2 separate regions of the Eptesicus fuscus genome follow, and region 1 is linked to region 2. Evidence: chromatin contacts called from public Hi-C data. All regions are on one chromosome and are shown on one strand. The core of a region is the stretch at or near the end of the contact, and the rest is flanking DNA. Distances in the headings are between cores, read along the strand shown. Region 1 holds the start of ANKRD46 (ankyrin repeat domain 46). Region 2 holds the start of FBXO43 (F-box protein 43).

Region 1 (4,729 bases), core at 1,950-4,449, 270 kb before region 2:
CACGTCCGGTATGATGCTTTTAAAAAAAAAACACCTTTCCATTCCAACACAGGTCTTTTATGCAGCGACAACTGGTTACCCTGAGATGATTGCCAGATCATTCTGAGTCTCTTCCGATGAGCATTTCATTATGTTTTTGAAAGTCTTTTCTGCATTTTCGGAAAATATAATCCAATATAGCCAAAATCCTTCTTTTCCTTACGCACAAGAAAACCTCCTAAAAGAAAATCCTACCCCAAGCAAATGCTTTCTGTCATCCATCCATCCATCCATCTATCCATCCATTCATCCATCCATTCACTCATTTACTTGTATCTAATAGAGTGATCCTGAACCCTGGCTGTGCACCAGAATTCCCCGAGAAGCTTTGAAAAATATAGATACTGGTCTGTATTGTACTTTCAAACGATTCTGACTTGGTCTTGACTAGGGCCTGGGTGTTGGTGTTTTTAAGCTCCTGTGTTGCTTGGAATGTGCTGCCGGAGTTGAGAACTACTAATCACCTACTGTGTGCCATTCATTGTGGTAAGTGCTAAGCATTTAATGGCCGGGATACAGCTTCGCTGCACTGACCCTCTGACATCACCCTTTCCCAGGCCACACAGCTTGCCCCCTCTGTCTGGAACATTTCCCTTGTCCACTGCATAATGAACTCCTCATCCTTTGCATCTCAGATGTATTCCTTCCTCAGAGACATTGCTGCCCTTCCATTTAAATTAGGTCCCGTATTTTGGAGTATTCTTTACCTCCCTAGCATCTCTTCTCTTTTCCTCCATAGCACTCGTCCCAGGTGTAGTTACAGGTATTCCTTCCCACTGGGACTCTCGCAATCAGAACTCAGCACCAACTAGATTTTGGTGATGAGGAAGAAGAGGCAGATTTACCTGAAGGGAATGGAGTTGAAGCTCCAGGGTCCTTGTGATGGGCTGAATGACATCCCCTCCAAGATGTCCATGTCCTAATCCCCCAGAGCCAGGGACTGTGTTATCTTGCACGATAAAAAGGACTTTGCCGATGTGATTAAGTTAAAGGCCTTGAGATGGAAATAGTATTCTGGATTATCCAGGTGTGTCCGACATAACCCAGGGGTACTTACAAGGAAGCAGGAGGGTCAAACTAAGGGAAGATGCAAGGCCAGAAGCAGAGGTCAGAGAGAAAGGGCTACGCTGCTGGCTTGGAAGACGGAGGAAGGCGCCCTGTGCCCGGGAGTGTGCGCAGCCTCCGGGAGCCGGAGAAGGCAAGGACACGGATGCCCCCGGAGCTTCCGGAAGGAGCGCCGCGCCGCCTTCACTTCGGTTTTATCCCGGTGAGACTCCTTTGGACTTCTGACCTCCTGAACTGTCAGAGGATCAATTGGTGTTGTTTTCAGTCTTTAAGTTTGTGGTCGTTTGTTACAGGGACACGAGGGAACTAGGACAGCCTCCCTTATGCAACCCTCTTCCAAGAGCCTGACAGGGGCCCTGGGAGTTTGTTCACAGGGTCCAATGAAATTGCAAAATTAAAATGTTTTCTACTGCAGTTGATGAAGGTGGCTGTCTCTTCGCTCAGACTGCTCAAAGACTCTCCTCGCCTTCGGTTGAGTAGCGTGGAGTAGCTGCCAACATCCTGGATCTCTGGCTGAGCATACATGCAGTTGGGGTACTTTGGTTTGCGGTTAGTGGGATAAGATTCTGTGGTTCGTGGTCGCTTCCACCAGGTGCTAACTTATTGCTGGGGTGTGGGAGTGGCTTCCTTAAATAGTCCTCACGCCCATCCCGCCGTGCTAAAGTCCCCAGGTGTGGTGATATGAAGGCGTCACAACCTATGTGTAGCATGCAATTCATTCCCTTAGTCTCATCAAGGAAAAAAAGCTGCCTGCATAGTCCCTACATTTTTCAGATCAAACAAAAACAGTACTTCATGAAGAAGGAGAGGAGAGGTACATTTAAACAGAAGTAGTGAATAGACTCAAGATTGTTTAATAGACCAATTAATGAAGAAGAGTGAATTGTTTGAACACTTTGGGAAAAAGGCTGAAATTCTTGGCTGATTTGACATAATTAACAGGCATCAATGAAAATATTATAGACGTAACACACAATCACAAAGATGCCCATGACAAATTGATTTATAAGTGTCATCAATTAGAAGAACAATATTTGTGATTAGTCACTCACTGCACAAGAAAATGTGGAATGCCCTGAAATCTTATAATTCTTACACGAAAGAAATTTGATAGAGGTTTTCTCAAATTGGACAATAATCCTAAAGAGTTATATGACGCCGAAACCGGTTTGGCTCAGTGGATAGAGCGTCGGTCTGCGGACTGAAAGGTCCCAGGTTCGATTCCGGTCAAGGGCATGTACCTTGGTTGCAGGCACATCCCCGGTGGGGGGTGTGCAGGAGGCAGCTGGTCGATGTTTCTCTCTCATCGATGTTTCTAACTCTCTATCCCTCTCCCTTTCTCTCTGTGAAAAAATCAATAAAATATATATATTTTTTAAAAAGAGTTACATGACATTTTCAAGAACAAACTGTTAGACTGAATAACAGTCCTTGAATGGGTAGGCATGAGGGTGGCCTGGGTGGGCATGAGGGTGGCCTGGGTGGGCAAGGACGCCAGAATTCAGGGGAGGGATGACCACTGTGCAGAGGGAAGTCTTCTTGGCGGTAGGACTTGTTTTCAGTTAATGAACTCCCACCCCCCAGTCTCCCCATTTTTAGTTTTGGCCGTACACATGTATGTTGCATTTAGTCTGGAAGTCCTAAAAAATGGGATGTAAATATTTAAACCGTTTTTGAAAAAAATAAAAATTCAAGGTCCTATTTTAGAGGTAGAGCACTCCGTCATTAGTTGCTAACACTAATATATCTATTTGGGTTATAGGGCCGACTTACCTAGCGGGCAGCAATTGTTCATTGATGCCTATGGATCTTCATACAACTGTCCTTGCCTTGGAGGCCTTCATTGAGCTGAGAGGGTAGGATGTATATTTAGGGAAGCACGTGAAAGCTGCAAAATGCTCCCGGGCTCAGATGGGAGGACACGTTTTTTAGGTCGCTTTCCCCTTCTCCCAAGCCGCAGTTCGGGGGTACTTTGCTTAATTCAGAGGAGACCGAAGGAGTTTCTGATGGAGAGCCGTCCGAGCCGCCGTGCGCGCCGTCCGCCGCCAGGGGGCGCGCGGCCGCCGCAGCGTGAGGCCGCTCTGGCCCCGACGGGCTCCGCTTGTCTCGGTGGCCGCCTCGCACCTCCGCCCGCCGTCCTCCTCGCCGCCGCCGGGAAGGTGCCGCCGCTGTCACATCTGCTCGCCGATTCCCAGGTACCTCGGGAGGGGGCCCTGGACCGCCCAGGGCGGAAGCCACGGACACCTGCCCTGCCAGCCCCGAAGCGCCGGAGAGAGGCGGCCCAGGGCCTGGCCGCGGGGCCTGCGGGGCGAGGCCGCCCGGGCTTCCCGCACCTACGCGGCGGCCGCAGGGCATCGGACCGGTCCTCGCGGGCCGGCGGTGCGGGGGCCGGGGCGGCCGTGCGGCTGTCGGGGCCGGGGAAGGCCTGCGGGGGCCGTGGCGTCCTGTTTGCGTTTGCGGTGAGGCCGTGGCGCTCCGGGAGGGAGTCCGCCTGCGTTCGCCGGCCGCGGGGGCGCGGGGACCCCGAGGGCCGGGCCGAGCCGCAGCCGCGCCAGCCTCCGTCCGGGGCCTGGGCCGCGCGAGCGCTGTAGCCGCTGGGATGTAGGTGGGTGGATGCCCGGAATGGCCCCTCGCCCCGGTGCCCCGGTTAAAAACACAGCGTTTGCCCCGTAATCAACATGCGATGCTGAGAGGCAGGTTGCTCACTCCCCAGATTTTCCAACACACACAACACACACACACACACACACACACACATGCATACATACATATACATACTGGTACATATACACATATGCACATAGTATGTGTGTATATGTATATGGATTTCAGAGAGCAAGGGAGGAGGAGAGAGAGAGAAACATCAATGATGAGAGAGAATCATGGGTCGGCTGCCTCCTGCACGCCCCACACTGGGGATCGAGCCCTCCACCTGGGCATGTGCCCTTGACCGGAATGGAACTGTGACCTCCTGGTTCACAGGTCCACGCTCAGCCACTGAGCCACACCAGCTAGGGCCAGGGGTGATTGCTTTTAGAGTATACAGATGTTAAATTAATCATGTTGTATACCTGGAACTTACATGATTTTTTTTTTTTTTTTTTAAGTCCTGAGCGTGACATTGTTAGGACAGGTCATCTAGGCATTTTTTTTTTTTAACTTTGGTGGCATTTTTAGTCCTAATATCAGTCAGCTTTTCCTATCGCCAAGTGGCACTGCCTCTTTCATTGAAACGTCTCTCTGCACCCTGGCTGGTGTGGCTCAGTGATGAGAGCACTGGCCCATGTGCTGAAGGGTCTCAGTCGGGTTTGATTCCCGCCCCCCCCCGCCCAGGGGCACATACCTGGGTTGCAGGTAGGTTCAATCCCCAGCCGGGTTGGGGTCGTGTGCCGGAGGCAACCAATCAATGTCTCTCTCACATCATGTCCCTCCCCCACTCCCCTTCCTCTCTCTCTCTAAAGATCAATAAACATATCCTCCAGTGAGGATTAAAAAAAAAAAAATTACAGCCTTTCTGGTTCTTGGTATCCTTATCTGCAAAATAAGGGGATCGGGTTAGAAGATCCTCGATGACCATTCCACCTCTGAATTTTCATGGAAATATTTAAGTTTCGCCTACGAGCAC
Region 2 (4,331 bases), core at 225-2,724:
CTTATCTCTGGAAACATTTCCAAGTAAGTATTCCCTTACAATGTTTTTAATGGCATCCACTATAGTACCCTCTCTATATAAAGCTCCCCAACGTGAGAATGAGGAGAGGAAGAGCCCATCAGATTGGGAACCTCTTGTGATGCTTTGGGTGGGGATGGAAGGGTAGGCAGGAGAGGACGAGATCCTCTGGGCGAAGGCTGGGGCGGGGCAGATGGAGCGCGGGGCGGAGCAAAGATTGGGGCGGGGCCTGCGGGGCGCAGGGAGCCCTGTGGGGGCGGGGCCTGAGGGGCGCGGGAGGGGCGGGGCGGAGGAAGGGGCGGGGCGGAACAAAGACTGGGGCGGGGCCTGCGGGGCGCAGGGATCCCTGTGGGGGCGGGGCGGAGGAAGGGGCGGGGCGGAGCAAAGACTGGGGCCGGGCCTGCGGGGCGGAGCAAAGACTGGGGCGGGGCCGGAGGGGCGGGGCGTAAGAGGGGGCGGGGCGGCCGTGGGGGTGTAACGGTCACTCGGGGCGGGCGGTTCAAACCGGAGGAGGGAAACTCAGCGGCCCCACGCGAACCTGGCGTGGGCGTTGCCATAGCGGATCTCCCGGGGGGCGAGGCCGCGGCTCCTCCCCGGCTCACCAGGCAGAGCCGCTTCTCTCCCCTCCCGCCCTTCGGCTCAGCGCCCGGCCCCGTGGGTGCGGCGGCCCCTTGGTCTCCAGTGGGTGAGAGTGGGGGCCCAGGTGTGTGGGGCCCAGAGGGCCTCTGGGCGTCCCTCAGCCCCGCGCCCCACTTTGTTTTCCAGGTGCTGGGAGCAGAGAGCGCCTCGAAACCGTCCCTTCACTCGCTGGGCTCCAGGTGACACCGCTCGACCCCGGCCTGCCGGCGGCTCTCCCGGCCGGAGCCGCCCCGCGGGGGGAGGTCGGGGGGAAGCGGCGGAGAGACCGTTACCCGGCCGCGCGCGCCCAGGGCACCTCGGGGAGGCCGGTCGGCGCCCCGCTTCCACGGGAGCCCCAGAAACCCGAATTTGGGGCTTTTCCTCAGTTCTCACACTAGCTGGAGAAAACCAGGGTATTGAAATGCCTGTTGTCTGGAAAAGCTGAAGGGAATTTAATGTGATTTCGGCCTTTCCAAGTGTTAGAGTCCCTGCCCCGTGTCCTTTCCGTACTCCTGCACGTTTCAATTGGTTACTCACGCTAAACTCTTCTCTTTAAGCGATATTCCTTTGACATGAATTTTAAAGGCAAAGGGAGAGATTTTCTTGTTTGGAAACCTACGTAACTTTGGCATCTAAGAGCTCAAGATTTACTGGTGGTAAGATGTCCCACTTGATCAGATGAAGGAGGTTTGGTTTTGATATAGTTAAATACGTATTTCATTATCCTATTTGACAAATGCTTTTTTTTCCTTCTTCTTTCTAAGAGCACAATAGAGAGAATCATTCTCAACCCTTTATCAGGAGCCTGGTGTTAAAAACTGAACATTAAGGAGGCTTGTTTGATTCATCAGTGAACTGTTGAGTCAGTAAAATTAAGTAAGTCAATGGGAATTCCGTGATTTGGCATGACTTTTATTTTTTAAATATAGTTTTATTGATTTCAGAGAGGAAAGGAGAGGGAGAGAGAGAGGGAAACATCAGTGACGAGAGAGTCATTGATGGGCTGCCTCCTGCACGGCCCCTCCTGGGGATCAGCCCAACCCCGGCATGTGCCCTGACGGGAATGGAACCCGGACCCTTTGGTTCGCAGGCCAAGGCTCTGCCCTCTGAGCCAGACCAGCAGGGCCTGGCGTGAATAATTTTAAATAATTTAAAAGTTAGTTTTGAAGAACCAAGTTTTCTTTCAGACCAATGTCAGGATAGTAGAAAGATGGCCATGTTGACAACAAAGATAGCACGTTTGAAGAAACATTTAAAATATATATATATATATATATATATATATATATATATATATATATAATTGATTTTTTACAGAGAGGAAGGGAAAGGGATAGAGAGTTAGAAACATCGATGAGAGAGAGACATCGATCAGCCGCCTCCTGCACACCCCCTACTGGGGATGCGCCCGCAGCCAAGGTACATGCTCTTGACCGGAATCGAACCTGGGACCCTTGAGTCCACAGGCAAATGCTATCCATGAGCCAAACCAGTTAGGGCAGAGGCAACTTCAAATGTGTGTGAACAGGAAAAAATTAGGAAGTTTTTGGGTTTGTTTGTTTGTGTGTTTTTTTTTTTTTTGTATGTTTATAACAAGTAGCCTATAGGGTTTTTTTATGGACTAATTATTTTTATAAATCTTTATTGTTAAAAGTAGTACATATGTCCCCCTTCTCCCACACCCACTTATCCCTTCTAGCCAGCGTCCCCTCCACCACCACTTCATTTCTAACAATTCGCCTCTCAGTTTCCCAAAGTCTAGCACGGTGAGACACCTAGTGGTGAAGTAGTAGAATAGTTGCATTTATTTTAACTTTTTGAAAGGATTCCTTGACTTAATTTTGTCAAATGACATGAACGAAACTGTTACTAGAATGATTCTTAGAGAGAGGGAAACATTCGTGGTTGGGGGTGAAATGTTAAAACATATTCTATTTTATTAATACATTGAAAACAATTTGTTTTAAAATATAAAAATTCTAGAAAGCAAAAGTTGATAGTCTTGGCTGGTAAGCATGTGCAAAAGATAGCAGTGATTCTCAGAATCTAAGGGGATCGAGATCATAAAGAAACATGTGAAATTTGCCAGAAAAGAATATAGGCTGAAAAAGACTAAGATACTTTGCCAAGTAATAATGATGTAATGATCATTATAAAGGAACCATTTGATTTTGTGGTTAGAATAGCAATTAAAAAAAAAAAAACACAGCACCACCTCATGCATTCAAATATTTAACTGATATAACTTAGGCATAAATAAATTACTTTCCCATTATAGTCAAAATATATCTTCTCAGGATTTTTTAATAGAGAAAAATTATATTTGGTCTGGAGAAAACTTTGAAAGATTAACAGTTATCTTAGTATCTTTTGATATCTTTCTTCCTTTGAGTTAAGATTTAATTTGAGTTTCTAAAAAGAAGGAATGTGATGATACTGTTGGAAAAATTAAGGAGTAAAGTATTTGCTAGTGTCATTCCTTATAAATATATAATTACTGAGTCACATTTCTTTAAGTAATTGAAATTTTTATTTGGAATTTCAAGAACATTATAAAGAGTAGATTTACCACAAATAGTGGTATTTTAGTGCTGTTATACTTTAGTGCTGTTAAAATCATAAGGTAATAAAATCATGTAAAATTATACTGCCAGATTTTTTTTCTCCTCAAGTATAGTTCAAGAAAATACCTGTGCATGGTGCTTAGACTATGCATAGTCAAGTAAAAAATAACTTTTTATTGTCATAAAATTTCTGTTATTATCTGTACTCATCACAAATAGTATATTTTGGTGTAAGTTGTCAGGCTGTGCATTTCAAAGGAAGAATAACATTTGTTTTCACGTTTTAGAAACAGGTTCTGAAGATGTCAGAAAGGCATTCAGGTCAGGTTGGAACTGGAGTAGGAAATGAGATGGACTCTCCCGTCAAAGTCAAGTACTCCAGCTTCAGAGATTTTTGTTCCACATTTTCATTTCAAGATACTGACTACAGTGAGTTGTTAAAACCTTGCAGCTTTGATAAAGATAAAGAATTTTGGGTAAAGAAGCACGAAGACCCAACATTAAACTATGAAATTTTTGAAACAAGTCTGAGCTTAACAAATCCTTTAGAAACCCCTACTAAAAAAAAGAGAATTGTCTTCTTTAGGAAGAAATCGGCCATACCCCCAGACTTTTGTGAAACTCCTAGACTCAATAGAAAACGTAATTTACGGTGGCCCAGAAGGCTGGATGATTCTTTCTCTCCTCTAAAGGGAAATTTTGAATCACAAGATAGTTCTATAGAAAGTTGTTTAAGCGAGGTTCTCAACTTTGAAACAGATATTCCAAGCAGTGCTTCAGATTCTCCAAAGCAAAATAATTTTAGTGCTTTAGTTACTAGTACTTTGAAAACAGAAGAAGCGACTTCAAGCCCTCAAAAATTGAGACTTAATTTTTCTCAACAGAAGACTTCCACAGTTGATGACTCCAAAGATGACTGTAGCCTGTTTGAAGTTGAATGTATATCACCAATTCAGGGCAATAATTTTAAAGACTCTATCACCCATGACTTTAGTGATAGTAGTCCATGTGTTAACGATGAGAATACATTTCCTGAACTTCTGGGATCCTCTGGTAGTGGAACAACTTGTGAAACAGATGAGGACATATTTGTGACTCCAATAAATAGCCCTGTAGCAAACATTAAATTTA

The links. Hi-C and Micro-C count contacts between places; a contact is called where the count stands out from the background.
Region 1: a Hi-C map of liver shows a contact between it and region 2, with 6 times the contacts expected there. The contact joins the promoter of ANKRD46 here to the promoter of FBXO43 in region 2. A contact is called at or near these places in 2 of 2 Hi-C or Micro-C datasets (liver and muscle).

Annotation. Positions count from the first base shown.
Region 1 is chr19:12,873,985-12,878,713 of DD_ASM_mEF_20220401, reverse strand. ANKRD46 (ankyrin repeat domain 46) reads left to right here and starts at 3,199. Exons shown (of 4, transcript XM_008148502.3): 1 at 3,199-3,299.
Region 2 is chr19:12,604,855-12,609,185 of DD_ASM_mEF_20220401, reverse strand. It overlaps FBXO43 (F-box protein 43), which reads left to right and starts at 1,474. Exons shown (of 5, transcript XM_054708501.1): 1 at 1,474-1,512; 2 at 3,488-4,331. The coding sequence starts at 3,503.